7 separate regions of the Mus musculus genome follow, and regions 1, 3, 4, 5, 6 and 7 are each linked to region 2. A link is a contact called in public HiChIP or PLAC-seq and promoter capture Hi-C data. All regions are on one chromosome and are shown on one strand. The core of a region is the stretch at or near the end of the contact, and the rest is flanking DNA. Distances in the headings are between cores, read along the strand shown. Region 1 holds the start of Cenpj (centromere protein J). Region 2 holds the start of Rcbtb1 (regulator of chromosome condensation (RCC1) and BTB (POZ) domain containing protein 1). Region 3 holds the start of Gjb6 (gap junction protein, beta 6). Region 4 holds the start of Gjb2 (gap junction protein, beta 2). Region 5 holds the start of Zmym2 (zinc finger, MYM-type 2). Region 6 holds the start of Kpna3 (karyopherin (importin) alpha 3). Region 7 holds the start of 2410022M11Rik (RIKEN cDNA 2410022M11 gene).

Region 1 (3,447 bases), core at 156-2,655, 2.6 Mb before region 2:
CCAAAGACAGTGTGAGTGTAAAGTGAGAGACTGTCTTTAAAACAAAACAAAAGCAAGAAAACCCAGAGCTGGAGAGATGGCTCACAGTGGGTAAAGTGCAAACTGTACACGCCTGGCGATCAGAGCTGGTCCCGGAACCCACATAAAGGTGAAAGGAGACACTGACTCTACAAAGTTGTCCCCTGCCCTCCACACATGCAGAACATGCATGAAATCCAACACATATCATGTACACAACAATATTTGTAAAAGGTAATCTTAAAACTAAATAAATCTTAATTTAGACAGTAAACAAGCTGCAAAGAAAGTCACTCTGTAATGTGAAAATCGTCAACAATTCCCTGTTAGACTGAGCAAAGTGTAATAATGGTTTAGGGCAGCATCTTAACATCGTCTTCACACACACACACACACACACACACACACACACACACACACACCTTTTTTTAAAAAGCACTAAAACTTCCATACCTTTGCTACAAGTCCATTACTGTGGTCCTAAAACTATACGTACTGCCAGTTTTAAGTATTGAAATACTGATTCACAGTTGGGTATTGATGATACACACCTATAATACAGTGTTTGAGGTGGAAGGCTAGCTTGGGCTACATAACAAGCCCTTGTCTAAAGAACGCCAAAAATTTTCCCCTAAATTTGTTTTTTATTACTTATACGAAGGCCTAGGTAAACTACAAATAATAGACTGTCTAGGACAGTATGTTATGTAAACTCAGATATTAAAATCTGAGGTACAACACCACCTGCTTATGAAGTTGTAGTCATTACCGTAAGTTAATTGTACGTAAAGCTGCCTTTAAAAAAAAATCGACTAATTGAAAGCTTTGACATCTTTCTGTTCAAAACATAAATTATCTGCACTGGAGAAGGAGGAAGTTACGAGGAGACAATTCAGACCTTGATTGAGGAAGATACGAGGAGACAATTCAGACCCTGAAAACTTTCAGCTGACAGGTCCGCCTCCCCTGAAACACAACTCTTCTTGAAAGCAACAAAGCTTTTGGAGAAGCCGAGATAAGGCCTCCTGAAAGACTGCAAGCGGCGCCACTGCACCCGGCCCGGCGAGCGTGTCGCCCGGAACAGAAACACGCACCCCGGCCGACCCCCTTGAGGACCGATCCCCCGGGTGCTCGGAAGAACAAAGCGGGCTTAAGCCCCGGAACCACCGCCGCCCGCGGGCGCCAAGCCCTCCGCGCCATGCCAGCCCCAAAGCCCAAGCTGGCCTCTCAGGAACCGGGCGGCGGACGGGCTTCTCCGCTCCTTCCGCCCATCAGTTACCGTTCTTCGAAGAAACAGCTGTTCAGACCGCTCCGACCAGCGATAGTCACCACTTAGCTGGCCCGGCATTTACGAATGAGCCGCCACAACCATCGCTGCAGCCAGAGCCCCGCCTCCTGGACCGGCCCCGCCCAACTCTGGTCCAGTGACTCCTGGGAAATGTAGTTCCTACAGTCCGTGTGAGCTTGCGCGCAGGCGCCTCGGACACATGCAAACTACAACTCCCAGCAACACCGCCATAAACGTTGCTAGGGGATGCTCTATGCGCGCTCTTTTGCGGCGGGCACTGGTCAACAGCTGTTGTTCTGAAGTCAACCGATTGAGATCTGACCCCTGCGGTAACAGAGAGCGTACTCCATTGTGCCAGGAACACAGAGATTCAAACCGAATCTAAAAGACGACAGGTTTGGGAGAGTTTCGTCGTCTTCGCTTTTCTCTTTGAATGGGTTTGATTTAATAAAGACCTGTTTAAAACAAAAAAGTGACATTGGTAGGACGAATAAGTGAAGATAACCGTGGAAAAATTTACTCCGGAAATAATCATCTATTATGTGGCTAGTCGATGGCTGCACAAAGTGTGTGCATTCAGTGTTTAAATTATATGGAATATTGAAAGTGCAGATATTAAAATTATATATGGAATGTTGAGCGCAGATTTCACTGTTTATTTGTTTTGCCACCAGAGGGGTTCCAAAATACAGACATGACCCTTTAATCTAGGATGCTACAACACTTCAAGCTACCACAGTTTTTAGACTAGGTTTGAACAATATTGTAAACTAACATCTGTTTTTTAAATATATAATTTTACTATTTTATTTTTACTTTATGTGCAAGCATATTTTGCCTTCATGTTAGTATGTGCCCTGACGTGTGTCTGGTGCCTGTAGAGGTCATAGGGGCCATCTGATCCCATGATCCCATGGAACTAGAGCTACAGATGTTTGTGAGCTACCATGTAGGAGCTGGAAACTGAACCCAATCTTGGGAGAGAGAACAGCAAATGCCCATAACCACTAGGCCATCCCATTTTCTCTTCTCCGGTTGATCAAATGCTTGCCTAGTATGTTCTATCCTCAGCACTGTATAATCCAAAATTGGTGACCAGTCTCTCAGGTGGGGAAGGTGAATCAGAAATTCAAGGTCACCCTCCAATATAGAGTAAGTTAGAGGCCAGTATGTTAACATGAGATTCTATATAAAAAGGTCATCAAGAAGAATTGCCCTTTATACTAATTAGTTCAAATAAATCAATATTATTAAAGATAATTAAAATTTTGTACAGACACCTCAAACATGGAGACGGGAAAAGTTTTTGTTTTGCTTTGTTTTGTTAGGTTACATCATAGATGAAAAAGCCAAAGTTCAAAACTACCAAGATCACACACCTAAAATGTTGACAAGAGAATGGAGCTCAGTGGGTAGCAAAGACCTTGCCTGCTGTACCAGAGGCTGAGTTCCATCCACTGCCCTAAGCTGATTAGTCAGTAAATTAATAACTTAAGATGCTGAATGAGGGTTCAAATGGTCTTCTTTTGGCCTGAAACCATGCCCAAAAATCATTTTCTTAAAATGTGTGTCTTTGACAATAATCACAATATTCTCTACTATTTCTGCCTACATTTTATTTGGTATAGTATGTTATGCCACATTGCTTGTTGTCTGAATAAACAAATTTTATCACACTCATCCTTTCTCTCTCTCTCTCTCTCTCTCTCTCTCTCTCTCTCTCCCTTTCTCTCTCTCTCTCTCCTAGTTTTCTTGCCTTCACTTCCCAAAGTATGTGCCACAAAGCATGTCTCCACATTCAAGTTTAAAGTAGCTATTAAGATTTTAATAAAGGGCTGGAGAGATGGCTCAGCGGTTAAGAGCACTGACTGCCCTTCTGAAGGTCCTGAGTTCAAATACCAGCAACAACCATCTGTAATGAGATCTGATGCCCTCTTCTGGGGTGTCTGAAGACAGCTACAGTGTACTTACATATAATAATAAATAAATCTTTAAAAAAGATTTAATATGGAAGTTATCACCTGGAACCTACATACCTATATTTTAAAAGTAGAGTATAATGATCCAATCACTTGGGCAGAGGAAGAGCCTTGAACTAGCTACTTAGAGCTGAAGAGCAGCCTGGACTATATAGAAAGGCC
Region 2 (3,221 bases), core at 636-3,135:
GTTTACAGAGGTTAATATTTCACTGCGAATGAAATCTGCCTGCATCTACATTTGCTTGTACACACACACACACACACACACACACACACACACACACACATAGTCTGCATGCATCTACATTTGCATGTGCTGTCTCTCCCTCTCTCTCTCTCTCTCTCTCTCTCTCTCTCTCTCACACACACACACACACACACACACACACACACACACACACAGTCTGTCTCACCAGAGAGACAGAGAGAGACAAAAGAGAGACCAGACAGAGACACACAGAAAGATTATCATTTAAGAATCCTACAAAACATCTGGGATAGAAGTAAGGTGGTGTTCTAAGGACAGATACACTCAGACCTTATAGTTCATTGGTATTCTAACCTTCTTACTAGAAAATATTTCCATAAAAAAGGAATACTGTCTCTCTGTAGGCAACCTTCAGCACAAACATTAATTGTACTCTATTTGCAGCTGCAAAACGCTTCAGAAAGACTCTGTGGTAAGGGACTCCTTTCTTCCCTATGTTCCCATAATTTTCCATTTCTATCCTCCCTCAAGTCTACCAAATTTCCATATTTTTGGTGTTGCTCTTCCATTGGCTGATAGTGAGAGTCTAGTCAGTTCTCAGTTATTGTAGTAAGACCATATAGCCCTGTTATGAAGAGTTCATAATATGTGAGATCAGGTAACAATAGATACTTAATCTCTTAGATGCAGAGTAATACATTTACCTGCATTGTGAATTTTCTGTTTTGAGTATGTAGTATTATAACTAGAGGAGTAGTTGTAGCTGAGGCTGTCTCAATGAACTTTTACAACAACTGAAGATGTTAAGTCTGCAAGAAGAATAGATGGTGTCTGACCTCAATTTTGAAAGATGAGAGACCGATGAATATTTTGGGAAATGTTAGGAAAAAAAAAAAAAAAACCAGAGCCAGAGTCATTAAACTGGTAAAAACAGATTTTACCCAGGGACTAGTACAACAGAAAGAAACATTAGGGTATAAAATAGGGCTCAATTTCTATATTGCAATAATTTCTAAGTAAAATCTGTTTTTAACCTCTTCCTCCTGTTTTTTCTTTGAGAAAGGAAATGGTGATTCTGAACATTTGAGATCAAGGCAAAAGAATGAACAAACCCTGAGAGGCCTACAGCAATTTAAGGTATATATATATATATTTAAAAATGTAATCCACCGAAAGTACTCAAGAGAAACAAGAATTCTCTATAGGGGGGAAGCACGTTGTAGTTACTATGTGCTGACAGAAAGGTTTTTGGACCGCATCTGCTTAGTGGTAAACAGAAAACAAAGGGGATTTGTATTTACCGCTGGGACCTGAAAAGGGAAAGGTGAGTCTAAACAAGATAGCTTGAATGTTGGGGTGCCAAGTGTAGACTTTGGTCTCTAGTGCCAAATGGGAGAGCCTAGGGCGGTAGGGGACTTTACAACTGATAAGCTTCTTCTGATAGACGCACAAAGCACAAAGCACAAAGCGGCCGCTCCCTTCCGGACCTCAGTTGTACCCGCTTAACACAAGAAAAGTTCTGGGCAGAGAGAGAGCTTTCAGCAGCCTTGCCTCTGCCCTCCTGACCTAGGCGTCCTGGCCTTCCTCGGACCGGGCAGAGACACGTGTCCTGAAGACCAGCGGCCTGGGATGGGCGGAGCGGGAGGAAGGCCACGCTCTGCTGCCATCCTGGGACGCCTTCGCCTTCCGGTCCTCGCGGGAGCCACTACGGCGCCCCTGCGCTGCGCCAGCAGCCCGGTCTACAACCAAACCCGAGCGGGAACCTGAGCAGACAGAGGGCGCGCGCTGCGCGGGGCGCTCCGGTGTCACGTGACGCGACCCGCCCACGTGACCGGCGGCCCGGGCGCTTGTGCTCGCTCCCGGTTTTGGGGGGGAGGAGCCGGCTACGGCTAAGGCGGCGGCGGCGCAGCGGAGTCAGGGCCTGGCCGGGCGGCCTGACAGGTAGAGCGCTGCAGGGCGGCGGTGCGGGCGAGCGAGCAGGCGAGCCGGACAGGGCCTTGTTCGGCCGCTGGCTGCTGAGTCCGCGCCCTCCCGAGGGCCGTGCGCACCAGGCGCGTTCGCGACTCCCCGGCGACGCGCACCCCGCACCGGGCACCCGCGGATTCCGTCTTGCGGGCGCTTCCCCCAGGTGTGCGGCGAGCCGAGTACGTGGCGTTGCCCGCGGCCTGCCTCTGAGGAGCTGCGCTGTCCGCCCTGCGGGGGAGGAACCCGGAGCACGCAGGTTAGCGGTGGGAGGCTGACTGCTGCAGAGCGCCGAAGCCGAGGGTTGCAGTTTTATAAGACAATACAGCTTGCTTTTAGAAACATTCATAGTCTCCCTCGCCTCTGCCCCGTTACTGCTACGAGGATTAAAGCTCGTGGTGGGCAAAACAATCGGAGTTTCTGAGACTGGCGTGCGCTGTAGCGGGCGTAGCATCAAAAGCAAGAAATGCTGGCAGGCATGAGATGATGCTTACGGGACCCTTACGGGAGTTTAGAGTGTCTTTTAAATTTTGACTTCAATTTAAATCACAACAGGATTTAGGTTCTCTTCTTCTGTGGCCTGGGTTTTACTCCATTGTGTGAATACCAGTACTTCGGGGCGGGTTTTTTTTTTTTTTTTTCCTTTCCCCCTCTTTGTGCCTATTGAAGAGGAAGTGATGCGTTAATCTTTGAAGTGTTTCTTCTGTGATTTTTAAGTCTTATGATCCGAAGTGTTAAGTTCTACGAATCTCAGAACATATACAGGAAACCAAAGCTATGAAGCTCGTAGCTTAAATTTTGTGTTCTAAGGTTTTAAACTGAGTGCCTGTGTGTACCAGAAAGTGAGAAGTCTGGGGTCTTTATCCGAGAGTCATGCAATTGAATTGCTCTTTCTGCATTTGGTACTTAAAAGGAAGCATATGAAACAAAGGTTGGGCCTTCATGCGTTTACAGGCCTGACAAGACATTGAAATACATTTTCTTTCTTAACTAGGATCTATAGTTAAAAAATTTTAAGACAGTACATTACCTTATATGTATCCAGAGATGTGATAAAAACTGCTGGACTTTAACTAGAATAGATTTCCTAACATGTCAGTTAATTAATCTACTATGTAATTTGGCTCACAATATAGACGAAAAATTTCAAGTTTTCAAGTATATCTAGGCCACAATATACGGTTTATAAGAAGTCTACAGATCGAGTTCCAGGACCATCAGAGCTACACAGAGAAATC
Region 3 (3,229 bases), core at 360-2,859, 2.1 Mb before region 2:
ACCAGTGTGACCTGGGTTGGTGGATCAGTCTTGTGGGTCTCAAGTCCCCCTGTGAGGTGAACAGGAACCCTTCGCACCCCCAGTTATGTGACAGCAGGCTTTTTCCATCACCTCCCCCCTTTCTTGGCAGAGTTCAGACAGCACCCCCCCCCCCCCCAAAAGACTCTGCTGAATCCAAAGAGCTGACAAAGCTCTCCACAGGGGCCGTTCTGAGCAGCATCCTGCAGTTCTAAGGAAACTGCATCAGGACAGGACGTTTTTCTTCTAGAACACTGCTTGGATTCTGTTAGAACTGGGGCAAAGAAAACATAGCATCTACTTGAAAGAAAACAAGACTGCAGCGTTAAACTTAATCAGGCTCGAACGGACTAAAGTCTCCTGGTTGGTGTCCCTTACCGCGGCTGCAGGTCCACGGACTTTCCAGTGTCCATAGCTGTATGAAGGCCACATTCTCTGAGACCGGAGGCCTGGTCCCCAGGAATAGAAGGGAGCCCAAGTTTGCAAAACCCAGGCTGCTAACACCTGGAACTAGGCTCATTCAGGAAGTATTATCCGCGTCTGAACTTTTTAATTCGACATGTCACCAATTACTTTTAATTACTATTGTGCACTATACTGTCATCTTCGTTTCATAAGTTCCAGAGTCTTAATCATGCAGCCTGAATGGGCATTTCTCTCCAAGTCGCAGGGTTTGACTGACCATAAACATCATTCCTTGCTGTGCTTTTCTGCCCGCTCCCCAAATCGATGACAGCCCCAAACCAGCAAAGGAAATGAGAAAAGGGACTTAATCCGGACTCTAGTCACTTTAAACAGCCTGGTGTGTTTATAAAACCTGTCGTGCAAGTCAGAGGGGCATGGTGCATGCAGAAGTCAAACTAGTCCATCCCAGTTCCTACTGCAGGGCACGAGGGAGGGGGCGGCGCGGGTGACAACCACCCTGCCGCGGTTCCAGTTCCCGGTGGGCTCGCAAAGGCGGGATGCCGATGGGAGGCAGATAAGGATGCTGGCAAACCCCCGCCTCCCCCCCCCCCACCCCCCGCATGGTCAAGACTGTCTGTAACCGCCGGGCCGCCTGGAGATACTTGCCACCCCCTCGTCCCACAAATCTGGCGAGAAAGGGAACAGACCACTTCCTTTACCTGCCCGGGTTTCTCGGAGGAAATGCTCCCACTCGCGCTTACCTGCTCGGTGGGAGCCGGCTCCAGGCTCGCAGCGGCACTCAGAGCTCCTACCCTGAGCGTAGGTTGGATCAGGCGCCGGCGGTTCACAGCGGGAATGGAATCGGGGACAGTGCGGGTGGAGCCCCGGTTTCCACCTGTGGCTTCTTTTAACCGCGCCCCCACCCCGCCTCTGCCTGACGCCGCACGGGAGGGCTGCGGGAGAGGAGCGCGGGCACTCGACGCGCCTTCTGTGGTGCGCACCGCCCTCTCTCCGGGACAGAGGAGCGGGGCGGGTCCCCTTCTGTGGAGCAAGGGGCAGGGGACCTTCCCTGTTAGGGCCAGGTCTTAGTGGTACTATATTAGGGCACTCGTTGGGATCCTTCTTCTGAAGCCAGGGACCACTGCGAGTGTCCCCTAGGAGAGACTCCAGGTGTAGGCTGGTCTTCCCTTGGGTTGGGGACAGAAGGCTTGTCCCTTCTTGTGGATGTGGGTGGAGCGTGGACCGCGATGGGCAAGCTCAGCCAGATCCCATCAAGGACAGGGAAAAGTTGCCCGCTGGGGCCTTGCTGGGGCTGGACACTGGAGGGCCCTTAATGAAGTGAGGGCTATCCAGAGTACGGGGAACAGGCTTGTGGACCCAGCTAGTAGTGAGTCTCTCCTGTTGGTCATCCTGGTAGGAAGACAACTGGTTTGTTTTCATCCTTTCTAGACCCTTTGGGCACCCTCTCCTCTAGAGCAGCCTGGAGGTTCTTTATTCCTTAATGACCACTTAGGAGTCTCAAAGGTTTGTTTTTATTAGTCATCTGAATCCCTTCCTGCATTGTCCAGGGAAGGGGAGTGGACTTCCATCTTGAGAGATCCCACTGTGTCTGCTGTCACATCAAGGGCAGGGTAAGGTCAAGGCAAGCATAGAGGGTGGTACAGGGGGTCCTGGGCTGGAAATGTTGGAAGCCATGTAAGGACCTAGTTTTACAGGGCCTGCCCTGTGCTACTTCAGACAAGACTTGTAACATGTGTAACTTGGTTATTTTACAAAATTGGCTGGCAGGTATGTTCTTACCTGTTGGGTCATATTCTCACTTTAGCTACATTCTACCTGTTGGTTCACGTTCTCTCACAAAACGAGAGTAATAGTGCTTCCTAAAATGTCTCTCCCAGGTCATGGAGGTTGAGTCAACGCTTTATAAAAACCCACCTTAATAAAATACTTGAACCAGAGTTCTCGGAATTGGACCCGAATCATGAAAATTTGGAGCATACAGATGGTCTCTAGAATGACCTTGAACCCAGGGATGGAGACAAAAACAAGGCCGCTGTAGGCTACCCTGGTGTCCCTCCCTGCCTCCCACAGTCTGACTACAACACGTTCTTAGTTCCTTCTCCACCTCACCTGAAAGCACACATGATCCAGTCAGGCTCACGTGTGGTCATTTTCCCCCTGAGCAGATTGTAAACTTCTTTGGGGATCATCAATATATTTTTAAGTTTTAAGTTCTTGCTTTCTTCATTCCTACAGTAATGGTCACTTTGCACATAGTAGGCATGGATCCACAAGGATCTGTGCATTGCTTAACAGAGCTGAACCAGCACAGCAGATAATCCCGAAGGACAACTCTTGCTTCTTCCTATAGAATAAATATTACCCCGGTTCTGGCTCCTTGTACAGCAGTACCAGGGCAAGCAGGTGGAAGATGCCCCAGGACCACACAGGACAGAAGTCAGAAGAAAGAGCCCGGAGGATTGCCTTATCACACAGGTGTCCAAAGAGGAGCACACTTGACACAGAAAATCACGTCCTTCTTGCTCACATCCTCTGTGCCAGTGCAGAGGCCTTTGATCTTTTCACATACTTCTAGGCACCTTTAGTGGTCAGTGTTCTTCTCTTCTTGTCAGGCAGGTTTATTGCAGCAATTAATGGAGACTTGGTGAGCTTACTGATCTGGAAACTGAAGTCAGTTAAACATCATGTGGGAAGGCTACAAAGATGCCCAGAGTAGGGGCGGACCCGGTGGCTTTGTGTGTCAGACATGAAAACATTCAGGGGACAAATCTACCGTCTCAAAGCA
Region 4 (3,187 bases), core at 429-2,928, 2.1 Mb before region 2:
AGAACCAAAACAAAAACAAACAAACAAACAAACAAAAAACCAAAAAATGGGAAGGCCGGATTGAACAAACAAGGTCAAGAAGAGAGAGAGAGAGAGAGAGAGAGAGAGAGAGAGAGAGAGAGAGAGAAAACTCCAAAAGAAAACCAAATAGCTGGGACATAGCTGTGGGTCCCGGCATATCTGATTGCAGCTGCTTGTCTTAAATGGCCTTTCTAAGTGGAAGGAGAGGTTAAAATTTGACCTCACAAAGGGGTTAGGAGTACTAAGCCAGCAGGTGAAATCGTCAATATTCAACTGTGGTGTAGGAGGTGATTTCCAGGCTGGCCTTAGGACTAGGTCACACGCAGGTCCCTACCTGGCATGGGACACCTGGAGATTGCCTTGAACCGGTGAATCATTCGCTCCTGAGTAGAAGGGAGCTTCTCCATGTTTATAGTATATACTGCATATGACCCTTATTTGCCTTAAAGGATACTTCGGGGAGCTGGTGGACTGCCTCTAGATGCTGACCCCACCGCACCCTCCACCCTTCTCATAATTCACTGGCTTTGCCCATAGTTCCCAAAGGACTCCGGGGTAAGTGTAGCCATGACTGAGCCAGGCTTCTCAGGACAATCCCGTGGACCTGAGCAATGGGTCCCATTTAGGCCTACGCTCCCTTCCCTTCCATTGAGGCAGCACCAAGGGGCTGATGCAATTGTCCTAAGGGACAAGTTTCTCAGCAGCACGCCATCTGTGAACCTGTGCCTTCCCTTCCAGCTGTAACGTCCCGCCTGGACGCAAATCCTTAAAAAGCATTTAAGGAAAGAAAAAAAAAAAAAGCAATCAAAATCTCCACCCGAGTGCAGGTTGGGGTTCCCCAGCTCGCGGGAGCGGCTACGGCCGCGCGTTTTGGGCGGTCGCCCACGTCACCCCAGTGCTTTAGGTGGTAAAGGTCAGTGTCTTCCCACGGAGGCTTCCTGCTTAACAAATGAAACTGAGTTTTCCTGCTCAGCTTTCGGTTAGCTAAAAACTTTTCAATGGCGGCAGACAACGCAGCCAGGAGGCCTCGGGAAAATTCTAGCGAAGGAATACTGGCGACACGTCGCAGTCGTGCGCGGAACAGCCTGGCCCCCGCGTCCCTCCCCACCCCGCGCTGTGCGGGACCTCCCGGCTCAGGCTGTGCGCGGCGGTGAGAGCAGCCGGCTCCAACCCCGAGCCGGGCCAGACGCCTGCAGCCGAAGAAACGCGTTCACAGCTCGGGTCCCTATGCACGGGTGGCGGTGGCCCGTAGGGACCGCGCAGCGCGTTCCGGCCTCGGTTTCCCAGGACCGTGGCGGCCCGCACCCCTCCTCGCACCTCACGCGTCCCTACTGGCTGAGTCTCGCGCCCCAGCCACCGTGGGGCGTTGCGGTCGGGGGCGGGTTACACCAGTGTGACTCGGTGGCGCGGATTGGCGGTCGCACCTGTGTCCGGAGGAGCGTGCAGCGTTGGGTGGCGGGAAGCGGCGAGGCGCTGTCCCCGGTAAGGAGCAGGTCTGAAGCGGGTCCCGGGGCCGCTCCTGGGTTGGTCCGAAATGGGTCGCCGGCTGATCCTGTGCTGGTCGCCGCGGGTCCCGGTGGAGGCTGCGCTCAGTGGACTGGAGCGCCGCCGACTGGCTGCGAGTTGGGAGAGCGGAGCGCGCCGCGCGCTGCGATCCTGGACACCTGTTGGCCGCGGCGCCTTTTAACCAAAGCCCTCACCCCGCCTCTCTCACCCTGGAGCGATTGAGAAAGTTGCGGAGGAGGCGGCTCCCAGTAGCCCGCCACCCCCAGCGCCACGGGCGGGGCTCTCCGGGCACCCAGAGCCGTCAGGGCCCGCCGAGTCGCGAGCTCTCCTGGAGCCTAGGTCACTCCCCACCCCACTCCGCCCCACCCCACCCCCAGCTCTCTTTGAGCTCAAGGCTCTTCCAGTGTCCTGTCCCGAGCGCAGCCTGAACAGAGCTGGTAGACCTGTGTCTTCACCCAGGACGCAGGTCGCAAAGCTCCAAGTCCCAGCTACTCGCTTTTGGGGGATTGGGTGATGTTGAAAGAGAGTTGATGTTGCTCTTACTACTCTCACTAGTGGAAAGTGTGCTGTTATATTCGAAGCTTCGCTGTAGTAATATTATATATACTTGTGTGTGTGTGTGTGTGTGTGTGTGTGTGTGTGTGTGCGTGTTAGATAAACGGACGGTACAGTTTTGTGTTGGCCTGCAGCTTCCAGTAGCGCACAGGAGACTCCTCTCCCGTAGTGCAGTGAGCTGAGGCATCTAGAATTCGGGTTCAAGGCAGACTAACAGAGGGCGCCGCCAGGGCTGGCCAAATTCTGGCTTCTATTTCTTTGAATTCCCGATTTAATTCGATCACTTTGAACAGGGTGCCAGTGGCTAGGACAGAAGAAGATGTAGAGGTGCGTCTCCAGGGCTGGCCTGGAAGTGGACTTGTCACAGTCTCTGGAGGGTTCTCTGCCTGTGCCCCCGCTCTCTGTGTCCTCTTTTCCACAACTGAAAGCATTGCAAGGAAGGGGCACCCAGATTCTGCCGGTGCAGGGGATGCGGAAGGGGGGGGGGAGCAGAAGAGGTTAGGCAAGCCCATCCCTCTTGGAGTCCAGGATGCTGGGAAGACCTGGGCAGCCTGCATCTACCTCTCTCCGCCAAGCTGTTCGTGGGTTTTGAGGGCTCGGTGTTCCACATTGCTTGGCTGTCTGGATAGTTTTGAGAGGAGTTACGGTGGACATTCACAAGAGCTAGCTACGCTTTGGGATACCTAGGCCAGCTAGCTTCACCTTACTACTTGCAACCCGAGTCCTACAGCTGCCAGGTTTGGAATGAAAACGGCACATCCCCACAAAGTTCCTTCAGATTAGCTTTACACGCAGTGAAGAGACTGATTCATTCTGACAAGGCCCGTCTGGTCGAAGGATTGGCTTTCAATGAAAGGACCATGGCTGAAGGTACATGCTTTCCCTGTAAAGCTGGCACATTGCCGCGGGCAGACCTGACTGCTCTTGCTTGGGCAGAGGAAGGTTGCACGCTCGCTTGCTACTACCCCCACCTCCTTTCTAACTGTAAGTCTTAGTCTAAGAGGGAGTGTCTCTAAGGAAGAGAGCCTCGGATCTGTGTCCAGCCCTTCAGAGAGAGAGAGATGTGCTGAATCAGCTTGTGTGGAATAACTGGCCAAGCAAGATG
Region 5 (3,188 bases), core at 287-2,786, 2.3 Mb before region 2:
AAATGGTAAAGAAGAGCAATGTATGTATGGAATTTAAATGAGGGTGAAAGCACTTTTTTTTAAAATTGAAAATGATTGTTTCTACCAGGTTGTCCTTTGTAAATGGTATCCACTGCAGTCTACATATTAGCCTGAGACCTTAATCAATAATTCACTTCATTAAAAATTTCATGTTCATTATCATCTTGGAGAGCTTTACAATGTAACGCCATATGACTCATTAATAGGCGGTATTGTCAATTCGGAAATTCAGAGATCTAATTGAATCCATCCATTTGGTTGAGGAAGTAACCAACATCAGTTGTAATCCCGCTAACAACCACCAGGGCGAGGTGCATTTCTTAGGTTACAGGGAGTCCTGGAAATCCAGCACCAAGTCTTCTGCCAAAGACGTGGGTGTAGACGAGGAACAAAAGACCCTCGTGCCGCCCTCCAGCGGCTCCGCTCCGAATGCGCCCGGTGGGACTCCTATGAGAGGGTCACTGCCCACGGAGCCAGGACTGAAGCGAAGGGCACGCGATGGCCCGAGGCCCCGCCAACGTGGAGGACAGGCGCTGGGCAGGCCGGAGAGCGCGTGCTCGGCCAGGCACCGACGGCCGAGGCCAGACAGCCCAGGTCCCAGGGGCGCGAGCCCGCTAAGGGAGCCCGGGGCTCCATCTTGCCCGGCGGCAGTCTGGGGTCACCACTGTCGTGTGGCCCCGCCGCAATCTCGGCGCGCAAACTCTTGGCGGCCGAGGACAAGGCCTATGGTAGAGCGCGATCGGACTCGTTCCGGGCCAAGTTTCTCGTCCCCACGGGTTCGGTTCTGATGGGCCCCAAGTTCTCCCAACAGATCCCACAAAATGGAGGCCGACGTCTCCTCCCGCCGCAGCCATGGCGGAGGTGGGACACCCTTCCCACGGGCCAGGCAAGGTGGAAGCGCCTGCACGGCCGCCAGCGCACCAGTCCCCTTGCGGCCGCAGCCGGGCTCGCCCCCTCGGTCCGCCGCAGGCACTGCCGGGCTCGCCAGTCGCCCGGGTCTTGGGGGCCTGGACAGGGAGGACACCGGGACATCGAGGCCGCGTTTCTCCTCGAGCAGAGTCGCAAAGGGCCGCGGCGACCGTCTGGAGGCCGAGACCCAGTGTCCCGATCCCGGGCCCACGGGAAGCCTCGACGAAGACCGCCCGCCCCCAGGGCCGAAGCGCGAGCCGAACTGCGGGCAGCGCCACTCGGGCTCCTGACCCGGGCGGACCCCGCGAGTGGGGGCGGGGCGGGGGCACGGAGGGAGGGAGGGAGGGAAAGAGGGAGGGAGGGAGGGCCGGCCCAGCCCGCGGGGGGGGGGGGGCCGGTAGGCCCGAGGGCGTGGCCCAGGTCTGACGGACAGCCGCCGTGACTACCTCACCGAGGAGGGTCCTGAAAGAAGGCCGACTGGGCCAATGGAGCCTGCCCGAGGCATTCCGTGCCGCCCACGCCATCAGCCAATGAGCGTGCGGAGGGCGGGGCCTCTCCGGGCCCCGCCGTGCCACCGCCTCCTCTGCCTCCTCCTCACCAGCGCTAAAGCCGGGACTGGACCGAGCGGAGTTGTGCGTGTCGCCGAAGGGGGGTGGGCCGGGGGAGGGGAGGTTCGTTCCGCGGAGCTGCAGCCAGAACCCGGTGAGGCTTCTCCCCGCCGTCTTTCCTGTCGAGGGCCGCGGAGAGTGGGGGTGGCTGGGAGCAGCGCAGCCTCGGGAGGAGGAGGCGGAGGCGGGGGCGACTGGGGAGGCGGAGATGGGTGAGGGCAGCGTCGGGAGCCTCCCACCGAGCCGGGCTTAACAGCCCGCGGCGGCCGGTGTCGCGGCTGCTGCGTCGGGGCCTGAGGGTGCGCTGGGGGCCGCGCTGATGTCCAGGGCGGCTTCGCGTGCGGCCCGAGGGGTGAGGGAGCGCGGGCGCGGCAGGGCTGGCTGGGTGAGGCGGTCGCCGGGGGCGGGGGGCGCGGGGGCCTCGAGGTGCGGGCGGCAGCGGCCGGAGGTCGTGGGGTGTTTTCCTTTCTGTGCTGCGGGCGGCCGGGCGGGCCGGGGAGGGGCCCTTTGGCCCTCCCGCCTGGGGGCTGCACTCCCACCCTGTCTGTCCAACCGAGACCCCAAGTTTTCGATGGCAAGGGGTGCCTTTTGAGTCTTGCGGCGTCCTCTTCGTCGCTGGTCTCCTCCCCGGCGCTGTGCTGCGCGGCTCTTGCTCCTCACGTATTGTTTGGCTGGGTCTCTAATGGCGGACGGGGAGGCAGCGCTGCCGGTCTCGGACTGCAGGGGGGGCAAACCTCGGGCCCAGGGCAACTGCTTGGGGCAAATATGGGCAATATCAGCCCATCGTTGACATAAACTGGTTTTTACCTGTAAATTGGTGCTGAGTTTGACTGGAATAACCGTGGTGGTAATACTTGCGAGGGAGTGCAAGTCCCTTGCTGGCGTCGGGGCAATGTTTGCCCTTCCCCCTCCCTACCCCATAGCAGGCTTGGTGCCCTCAGGTCCCTTTCCCTGCAGATTGAGGCTTACACATGGGCTTTGGCTCCAAATAAAATATTTCACTCCACTTGGGTAGTAAGTAGTAGGCTGTTTTGCGTGGGCTTTGGGGTAATAATAGAAGGGCCAAACCTCCTTGACCCCTTAGTCCCTTCTCTGCCTCCTCCTGGTGAAATCGGCTTGGTGCTCCTACCAGATTGGGTGTTCATCCATTTCTCTCCCCCCCCCCTTTTTTTTTTTCTCTTTTATCCCAGGACCAGAAATTTCGTTCAACCCTATCTGGTGCATCTTTGGCAGAAAGTGAGGAAAACACCATTGTGAGTCCTTTTCTTCTAATTTGCTTATTAACAGAGGACGTGGTTGGATTATAGGGGTTCAGCTATAGGATTTGGCCCTCCTGGTTGTTCTTAAGGGGAGGAGCCTTCTCTTGGGTGGCAGCTGCTGTCGGGGAGAAACTCCAGTGATGCCTGGTGAGGCAGCTGGGAGTGGGCGCTGCTGTTTGCACCGCTGCAGACATCGCTTCTGCTGCTGCAATACCAACCTCAGCAACCAGACGACGGGCTTCTGCAGCTGCTCACGTTACCGGTGGGGAGGAGGGGTGTTGGGAAGGAGGGCATATTTCTGGTGCCCTCTAGAGTTACAGAGTGGGAATTAATGTTATTTGGTTTGAAGTGCATGCAACCATTTTTGACATTTTTCTTGTCATCATGGTTA
Region 6 (3,223 bases), core at 646-3,145, 2.2 Mb after region 2:
AAGAATATACAAGCAATACCGGTATCCACATAAACTATTCAAGTTTTTGCTTACAGTAATAAAAGCCTCAAGAAAAATTACTGGTGGGCCAGGGTGTGGTGGCCCATGCCTGTAATCCCAGCACTTGGGAGATCAAGGCAGGATTTATTCTCTGTGCTTAACCAGCCTGCCATGCAGTAAGGCCCTGTCTCAAAAAGAAAACAAACAAAAGGCAAGAGAGATGAGACTACACACACACACAGAAAAATTACTGGTAAAAAGAGATCAAAACTAAGTCTTATCAAAAAAAAAAAAAAAAAAAAGACTGATGGCTGTTCCATTTGCTAGGTTTCACTTTTGTTTGGAAGTAATTTTCAAAAAGAAACTTACACGTGATCAGGACAGAGATGGAAGGCCTATAGTCTCACTCAAGTGGGAATTCCACAGATATTCCCCCAGGTTTTTTCCAATTCACACTTAACTGTGTAGCCCTGAAAAATGGCCCAGCTTCCTCTGCTTCTTAGCCAAACCAAACCCTGTATTTACTAACTAGCCTCTTACCAAAAACTATTGGACTATACAAATCATATTCCCTACTATTAGAATAGAGAAAAGGGGATGGGCTTAAAACTATTTCCCCCATCAAATCCAGAGGTTGGGTCCCAGTGAAGTTTGTGCTATTACACTTCATTGGTTTTAGTAGGAGCAGTGAGACCTCTAGCGCTACCTCAATAAGCAGAGTTTGCAAATAGTAGCTGCTAATGTCACCTTAATGAGACAATGGCAACATGCTGAGTAGCAGCAAACTGAGTGACCACAATGAATGTTTACAGTTTTGCAACCACTTGGAAAATCTACTAGCTTGGTGGCATGTGGTATATACAAGGACGTAGGAATCTTATGTATCCAATTTATTTCTGCAAAACAGGTGAAAGAAATTATTTTCCTATTATTCACACTTCGACTCCAAGACGAGCTTTAAAAAAACAAAAAACAAAACACAACAAACAAACAAAAAAAAAAACCCAAGATCAGAGGTCTGCACAACCTCCTTCCCAAAGCTTCAACACAATAGATGGTAAACTATTGTCCACCTTTAGCTCGCTCTAAATGCCAGCAGTCACAGGGGTATGAGCTGCAACAGCTCGGGAAGACTGGTCCAAAGGACCGCACTGGAATATAAGAAAATGGTCTTGGCGCATCCTACCCTCCCCCATCCACCACCCTCAAACAAGTCAGTTACCCGGCTGGTCCCCACCCCCCTCTGAGGGCTGCCACCGCCCGCCTGGGCCCGGCTCGCACAAGGTAAGCGCGGGGACCGAGGCTCCATGTGCGGCAGCGCGGGAGGCTGCACCGGCTGCGGACACGAGCGGCGGCGCGGCCCGGCCCCGGCGGTGCGGGTGGCACGCGGGCCGGCAGCATCCCGGTCCGTCCTCCCGCGCGGCCCGCGGACCCCGCCTCGGCTCCACATCCCTTCCCCTCCGACGCCAGGCCGCGCCCGCGCAGCGGGGCCGAGCGCTCAGTGGTCCCAGGTGCCGCGCTAGTCGCTCAGAGGGCGGCTGCTGCCCGGGCCGCGGCGCCCCGAGGCGGCGGCCAACTCCGACTGACCGCCAGCCGGCGAGAGCCAGCGGCCGCGGCCCCCGCCCCTCCCCTCCCAGCCGCCCGGCCCGGCCGGCCCCGGAGCACACTCGCCTCCACATCGCGGCCCTTGTTCTTGAAGCTCTTGATGCGGTGGTTCTCCAAGCCGGGGTTCTCGGCCATGGCTGCGCGCGGCTCCGGAGGCGTCTGCTCCTGCGGCGGCGGCGGCGAGTCGAGCGGGAGGGGACGAAGGGGGAGGAGCGCGCGCTCCGTGACGCCTGGAGCGCGAGGTGGCCGCGGCGCGGGGGCGGCGCTGAGGAGAGGCGCGCGCCGGAGAAGGCCAGGGCGCTGGCCTGCCGGCTGTCGCGGTGACCCTGCCCTCACCCCTTCGTAGGGCCTCCCCACAGCCGCTAGTCATGTGCTAGAAATGGAGCCCGACCTAGTCGCTTTTACCGCCACCGCTGAAGCGGGGCGGAGGGCGGAAACTACAGTTCCCAGCATGCCAGGCGCGGGTCTGAGCCACGCCGTGAGAGGACGAGAAGCATGCCGGGAGGGCTGTGCGCGCGCTTTCGGCTCGGCGCTCTCTGAGCGCGGGCTCGAAGCCCCACCTCTGGGCGGGGTGGTGGGCGGGGAAACTCTGGAGATGGCACCTTGCGGCCTATCGGGAGAGAGAGGCGGAGCTTCGGGGGCGCACCTTGCTCCCTACAGCTTGGAAAATTAGAAAAAGAACGGCCACGCGTGCTTTGCGCTTTTGGCTTCTTTAGGGTCTCCTCAAATAGCAGCCACCCTCAAACCCTGTTCTTTTGCTCTGCTTCGGTTTTATAAATAGCACGCTTGTTTCCACTCCACAAATACATGTGAGTGTGATGTGTGTGTTTATGCTTGCTTCTTGCACCTCTATTAAACTCAATGAGAACAGAGACATTGTTGGTCTCAAAAATCTGTCAGATCAAAACAGTAACTAGTAAATTCTCATTAAAAAAGAAAATGTGTTCTAGTATCCCCTGATTTCTCCAAGCATCCTTGTGCAGCCTTCACTTTGGCAGCCCTACCTTTCTATGACCCCATGCCTTAGTCCACCTTAACACACAATGTAACCTTCAGGCAGTTAATCAGACCCTAGGGCTGCAGACTCCAGACTGCCATCTCCCTTTAGCTTCTCATTGGAACAATAACAGGTTTTGGTTGATTTGGGTTGGTTGGTTGTTTTGTTTTTTGTTTTGCTTTTGTTTTTACAGCAGGTGGACTTTATTTGATTATTATCTGAGACTATTACATTTCAGAATTGTCTTAATTAGGGTTTCTATTGCTGTAAAGAGACACCATGATCATGGCAACTCTTATAAAGGAAAACATTTCATTGGAGCTGGTTTACAGTTCAGAGGTTCAGTCTATTATCATCATGGCAGGAAGCTTGGAGGTATGCAGGCAGACAGTGCTAGAGAAGGAGCTGCGAGTTCTACATCTTGGTCCGCAGGCAGCAGAAAGGGACTGTGCCCCAGGAGGGACCTAGCTTGAGCATAGGAGACCCAATGCCCACCCCATAGTGTCATATTTCCTCCTAATACTGCCACTCCCTATGGGCCAAGCAATCAAACACATGAGGCTAGGAGGCCATTCCTATTCAAACCACCACAAGAATCTTCTGCCAATATAAGCTTATGTG
Region 7 (3,294 bases), core at 250-2,749, 2.4 Mb before region 2:
GAAAAGTCTATCCTAGTGGTTTAAGCAGGAAAGCTACGCAAAATGACTCACAATGGAGATGTTTTCCTTATTCCTGTCAAATCCTTCACCAAAGTAGCTTGAAGATCCTAGTATAAAAAGAAATTTACAAACAAACACCCAAAACACATACATACAGTGAACATCAACAGCTCCGAGGTAGCACCAAACCCTGAACGCCAAAGGAAATAAATAAGTCAAGGTGAAGTTATTCCCAAGCTGTTCTACCAACCTTCTCCAAATAAACAATAGATCAACTAAACGACAGCAGGCCAAGCTCATATGTTCTTTCCAGTTTCAGAATTATGAGTAGAGCGCGCAGCTGAGTCGAAGAGTAAACGCGTCCTCGAATCTAGAAAGGGATTCACATTTCTCCTAAGTAGTTACCACTCAAGTACAAATCCGACCCGGGAGAGGTTCAACAATTGGGTCCCATTTGCCGCAAGCACTTGATTAGGGCCTAACTCCTCAGTAGCCCGCGACAGGCACCAGGTCAGCCATTAGAAACTGGCTCAAATAAGATTAAAAGCTGCGACAGACCGACCCAAAAAAAAAAAAAAAGAGAGAGAGAGAAAACGCCGCGGGACGTAAGAGGACGCCCCTTAACACGGAAAACTTGGGGTGTCGGTTGAACAGACAGGGTGGGAGTGCGGCCCCCGGGCGGGAGGGCCAAAGGGCCCCTCCCCGACCCGCCCGCCCGCTCGCAGCACAGAAAGGAAAACACTCTTCGACCTCCGGCCGCTGCCGCCCGCACCCGGAGGCTCTCGCGCTCCCCGCCCCGCGGCCGCCTCACCCAGCCAGCCCTGCCGCGCCCGCGCTCCCTCACCCCTCCGGCCGCACGCGAAGCCGCCCTGGACATCAGCGCGGCCCCCAGCGCACCCTCAGGCCCCGACGCAGCAGCCGCGACACCGGCCGCCGCGGGCTGTTAAGCCCGGCTCGGTGGGAGGCTCCCGACGCTGCCCTCACCCATCTCCGCCTCCCCAGTCGCCCCCGCCTCCGCCTCCTCCTCCCGAGGCTGCGCTGCTCCCAGCCACCCCCACTCTCCGCGGCCCTCGACAGGAAAGACGGCGGGGAGAAGCCTCACCGGGTTCTGGCTGCAGCTCCGCGGAACGAACCTCCCCTCCCCCGGCCCACCCCCCTTCGGCGACACGCACAACTCCGCTCGGTCCAGTCCCGGCTTTAGCGCTGGTGAGGAGGAGGCAGAGGAGGCGGTGGCACGGCGGGGCCCGGGGAGGCCCCGCCCTCCGCACGCTCATTGGCTGATGGCGTGGGCGGCACGGAATGCCTCGGGCAGGCTCCATTGGCCCAGTCGGCCTTCTTTCAGGACCCTCCTCGGTGAGGTAGTCACGGCGGCTGTCCGTCAGACCTGGGCCACGCCCTCGGGCCTGCCGGCCCCCCCCCCCCCCCCCCCCGCCGCCAGCCCCGGGCTGGGCCGGCCCTCCCTCTCTTCCGCCCTCCCTCCGTGCCCCCGCCCCGCCCCCACTCGCGGGGTCTGCCCGGGTCAGGAGCCCGAGTGGCGCTGCCCGCAGTTCGGCTCGCGCTTCGGCCCTGGGGGCGGGCGATATTCGTCGAGGCTTCCGGTGGGCCCGGGATCGGGACACTGGGTCTCGGCCTCCAGACGGTCGCCACGGCCCTTTGCGACTCTGCTCGAGGAGAGACGCGGCCTCGATGTCCCGGCGTCCTCCCTGTCCAGGCCCCCAAGACCCCGGCGACTGGCGAGCCCGGCAATGCCTGCGGCGGACCGAGGGGGCGAGCCCGGCCGCGGCCGCAAGGGGACTGGTGCGCTGGCGGCCGTGCAGGCGCTTCCACCTTGCCTGGCCCGTGGGAAGGGTGTCCCACCTCCGCCATGGCTGCGGCGGGAGGAGACGTCGGCCTCCATTTTGTGGGATCTGTTGGGAGAACTTGGGGCCCATCAGAACCGAACCCGTGGGGACGAGAAACTTGGCCCGGAACGAGTCCGATCGCGCTCTACCATAGGCCTTGTCCTCGGCCGCCAAGAGTTTGCGCGCCGAGATTGCGGCGGGGCCACAGGACAGTGGTGACCCCAGACTGCCGCCGGGCAAGATGGAGCCCCGGGCTCCCTTAGCGGGCTCGCGCCCCTGGGACCTGGGCTGTCTGGCCTTGGCCGTCGGTGCCTGGCCGAGCACGCGCTCTCCGGCCTGCCCGGCGCCTGTCCTCCACGTTTGCCGGGCCTCGGGCCATCGCGTGCCCTTCGCTTCATCCTGGCTCCGTGGGCAGTGACCCTCTAATGGGAGTCCCACCGGACGCATTCGGAGCGGAGCCGCTGGAGGGCGGCACGAGGGTCTTTTGTTCCTCGTCTATACCCATGTCTTTGGCAGAAGACTTGGTGCCGGATTTCCAGGACTCCCTGTAACCTAAGAAATGCACCTCGCCCTGGTGTTTGTTAGCGGGATTACAACTGATGCTTTTAGGTTGGATTGAGGTTCTTGTTACATAATATGTGAAAATATATGACTCTTAACTGGACTTGGTGGCGCATGCTTTTAGTTCCAACACTTGCAGGCAGAGGCAGTTGGATATCTGTGAGTTCGAGGCCAGGTTGGTCTACAAAGTGGATTCCTGGACAGTCAGGGCTACACAGAAAAACCCTGAGTTGAAAAACCAAAAGAGCAAAAATATATATGAGTCTCTCTTTTAAGACAATGTCTAGCATAGTCTGGCCTGGAACTCTGTGATCTTTCTTCTGCCTTTGCCTCTCTCTTCCTCTGCCTCTGGAGCATTGGGATTGTAAGCATGTCACCACTGCTTTCTTGGTTTAGGCTTAGATATGATTTGAAAACAAAATCCCACACCTCATAGCACAGGAATGGAGTGCCAGTATTAAAGGCACAGAAGTAGCAGAATCAGTTCAAAGCTGACCCAGGATACATTAACTGCCTCAAAGAGAAAAAACAAAACAAAACCACAAAAACCAGGCAGCTGAGTGGAAGGCTATTAGATGGCTCAGAGGTTATGAGTGCTTCCTGCTCTTAAAGACTACCAGATTTGTACCTTCGTGGAGCAGTTTCCAACTGCCAGCAACTGCAGTTCCAGGAGATCCAAGCCCTTTTTTGGACAAGCTCTTCTGGCCTACCTACACACATAGATGTACAAATACATTCATGAGCACATATACATATCTCAGAGTTACAGAAACCGGAGTTTTTTTTTTCAATATTTAAAACGCACATCCCCTTTTTTTCTCTTCTGAAGTATGATAAAAGCATGCTCATTGGATGACAAACATATAACCCTAAGTCATGTTTCTTGTCCGTG

The links. Promoter capture Hi-C pulls out the DNA fragments that hold promoters and counts their contacts. HiChIP or PLAC-seq counts read pairs in DNA pulled down with a chosen protein or histone mark.
Region 1: a promoter capture Hi-C map of pre-B cells shows a contact between it and region 2, with 3 times the contacts expected there. The contact joins the promoter of Cenpj here to the promoter of Rcbtb1 in region 2. A contact is called at or near these places in 5 of 39 promoter capture datasets (the 3T3-L1 cell line, cranial neural crest, hippocampal neurons and 2 more), 2 of 484 Hi-C or Micro-C datasets (muscle stem cells and rod photoreceptor) and 1 of 9 other capture datasets (adipose tissue).
Region 3: a contact with region 2 is called in an H3K4me3 HiChIP or PLAC-seq map of embryonic forebrain, with 6 times the contacts expected there. The contact joins the promoter of Gjb6 here to the promoter of Rcbtb1 in region 2. A contact is called at or near these places in 2 of 39 promoter capture datasets (the C10 cell line and hippocampal neurons) and 1 of 115 datasets of contacts at active chromatin or transcription factors (embryonic forebrain).
Region 4: a contact with region 2 is called in a promoter capture Hi-C map of hippocampal neurons, with 4 times the contacts expected there. The contact joins the promoter of Gjb2 here to the promoter of Rcbtb1 in region 2. A contact is called at or near these places in 5 of 39 promoter capture datasets (cranial neural crest, hippocampal neurons, liver and 1 more) and 1 of 115 datasets of contacts at active chromatin or transcription factors (astrocytes).
Region 5: a promoter capture Hi-C map of liver shows a contact between it and region 2, with 4 times the contacts expected there. The contact joins the promoter of Zmym2 here to the promoter of Rcbtb1 in region 2. A contact is called at or near these places in 2 of 39 promoter capture datasets (liver and pre-B cells).
Region 6: a contact with region 2 is called in a promoter capture Hi-C map of pre-B cells, with 2.8 times the contacts expected there. The contact joins the promoter of Kpna3 here to the promoter of Rcbtb1 in region 2. A contact is called at or near these places in 3 of 39 promoter capture datasets (erythroid cells, liver and pre-B cells) and 1 of 484 Hi-C or Micro-C datasets (CD4 T cells).
Region 7: a contact with region 2 is called in a promoter capture Hi-C map of pre-B cells, with 6 times the contacts expected there. The contact joins the promoter of 2410022M11Rik here to the promoter of Rcbtb1 in region 2. A contact is called at or near these places in 3 of 39 promoter capture datasets (hippocampal neurons, liver and pre-B cells) and 1 of 115 datasets of contacts at active chromatin or transcription factors (astrocytes).

The regions. Positions count from the first base shown.
Region 1 is chr14:56,570,441-56,573,887 of GRCm38.p6, forward strand. Cenpj (centromere protein J) reads right to left here and starts at 1,406. Exons shown (of 17, transcript NM_001014996.2): 1 at 1,298-1,406.
Region 2 is chr14:59,199,343-59,202,563 of GRCm38.p6, forward strand. It overlaps Rcbtb1 (regulator of chromosome condensation (RCC1) and BTB (POZ) domain containing protein 1), which reads left to right and starts at 1,886. Exons shown (of 12, transcript NM_027764.2): 1 at 1,886-2,242.
Region 3 is chr14:57,132,002-57,135,230 of GRCm38.p6, forward strand. It overlaps Gjb6 (gap junction protein, beta 6), which reads right to left and starts at 1,610. Exons shown (of 3, transcript NM_001010937.2): 1 at 1,185-1,610.
Region 4 is chr14:57,103,024-57,106,210 of GRCm38.p6, forward strand. Gjb2 (gap junction protein, beta 2) reads right to left here and starts at 1,679. Exons shown (of 2, transcript NM_008125.3): 1 at 1,446-1,679. It overlaps Gm32912 (a long non-coding RNA gene), which reads left to right and starts at 1,642. Exons shown (of 5, transcript XR_383459.4): 1 at 1,642-3,187.
Region 5 is chr14:56,885,067-56,888,254 of GRCm38.p6, forward strand. Zmym2 (zinc finger, MYM-type 2) reads left to right here and starts at 1,537. Exons shown (of 25, transcript NM_029498.4): 1 at 1,537-1,632; 2 at 2,729-2,791.
Region 6 is chr14:61,438,052-61,441,274 of GRCm38.p6, forward strand. Kpna3 (karyopherin (importin) alpha 3) reads right to left here and starts at 1,896. Exons shown (of 17, transcript NM_008466.5): 1 at 1,672-1,896. The coding sequence starts at 1,740.
Region 7 is chr14:56,810,490-56,813,783 of GRCm38.p6, forward strand. It overlaps 2410022M11Rik (RIKEN cDNA 2410022M11 gene), which reads left to right and starts at 1,500. Exons shown (of 1, transcript NR_152252.1): 1 at 1,500-3,294. It overlaps Zmym5 (zinc finger, MYM-type 5), which reads right to left and starts at 975. Exons shown (of 8, transcript NM_001253753.1): 1 at 845-975; 2 at 251-370.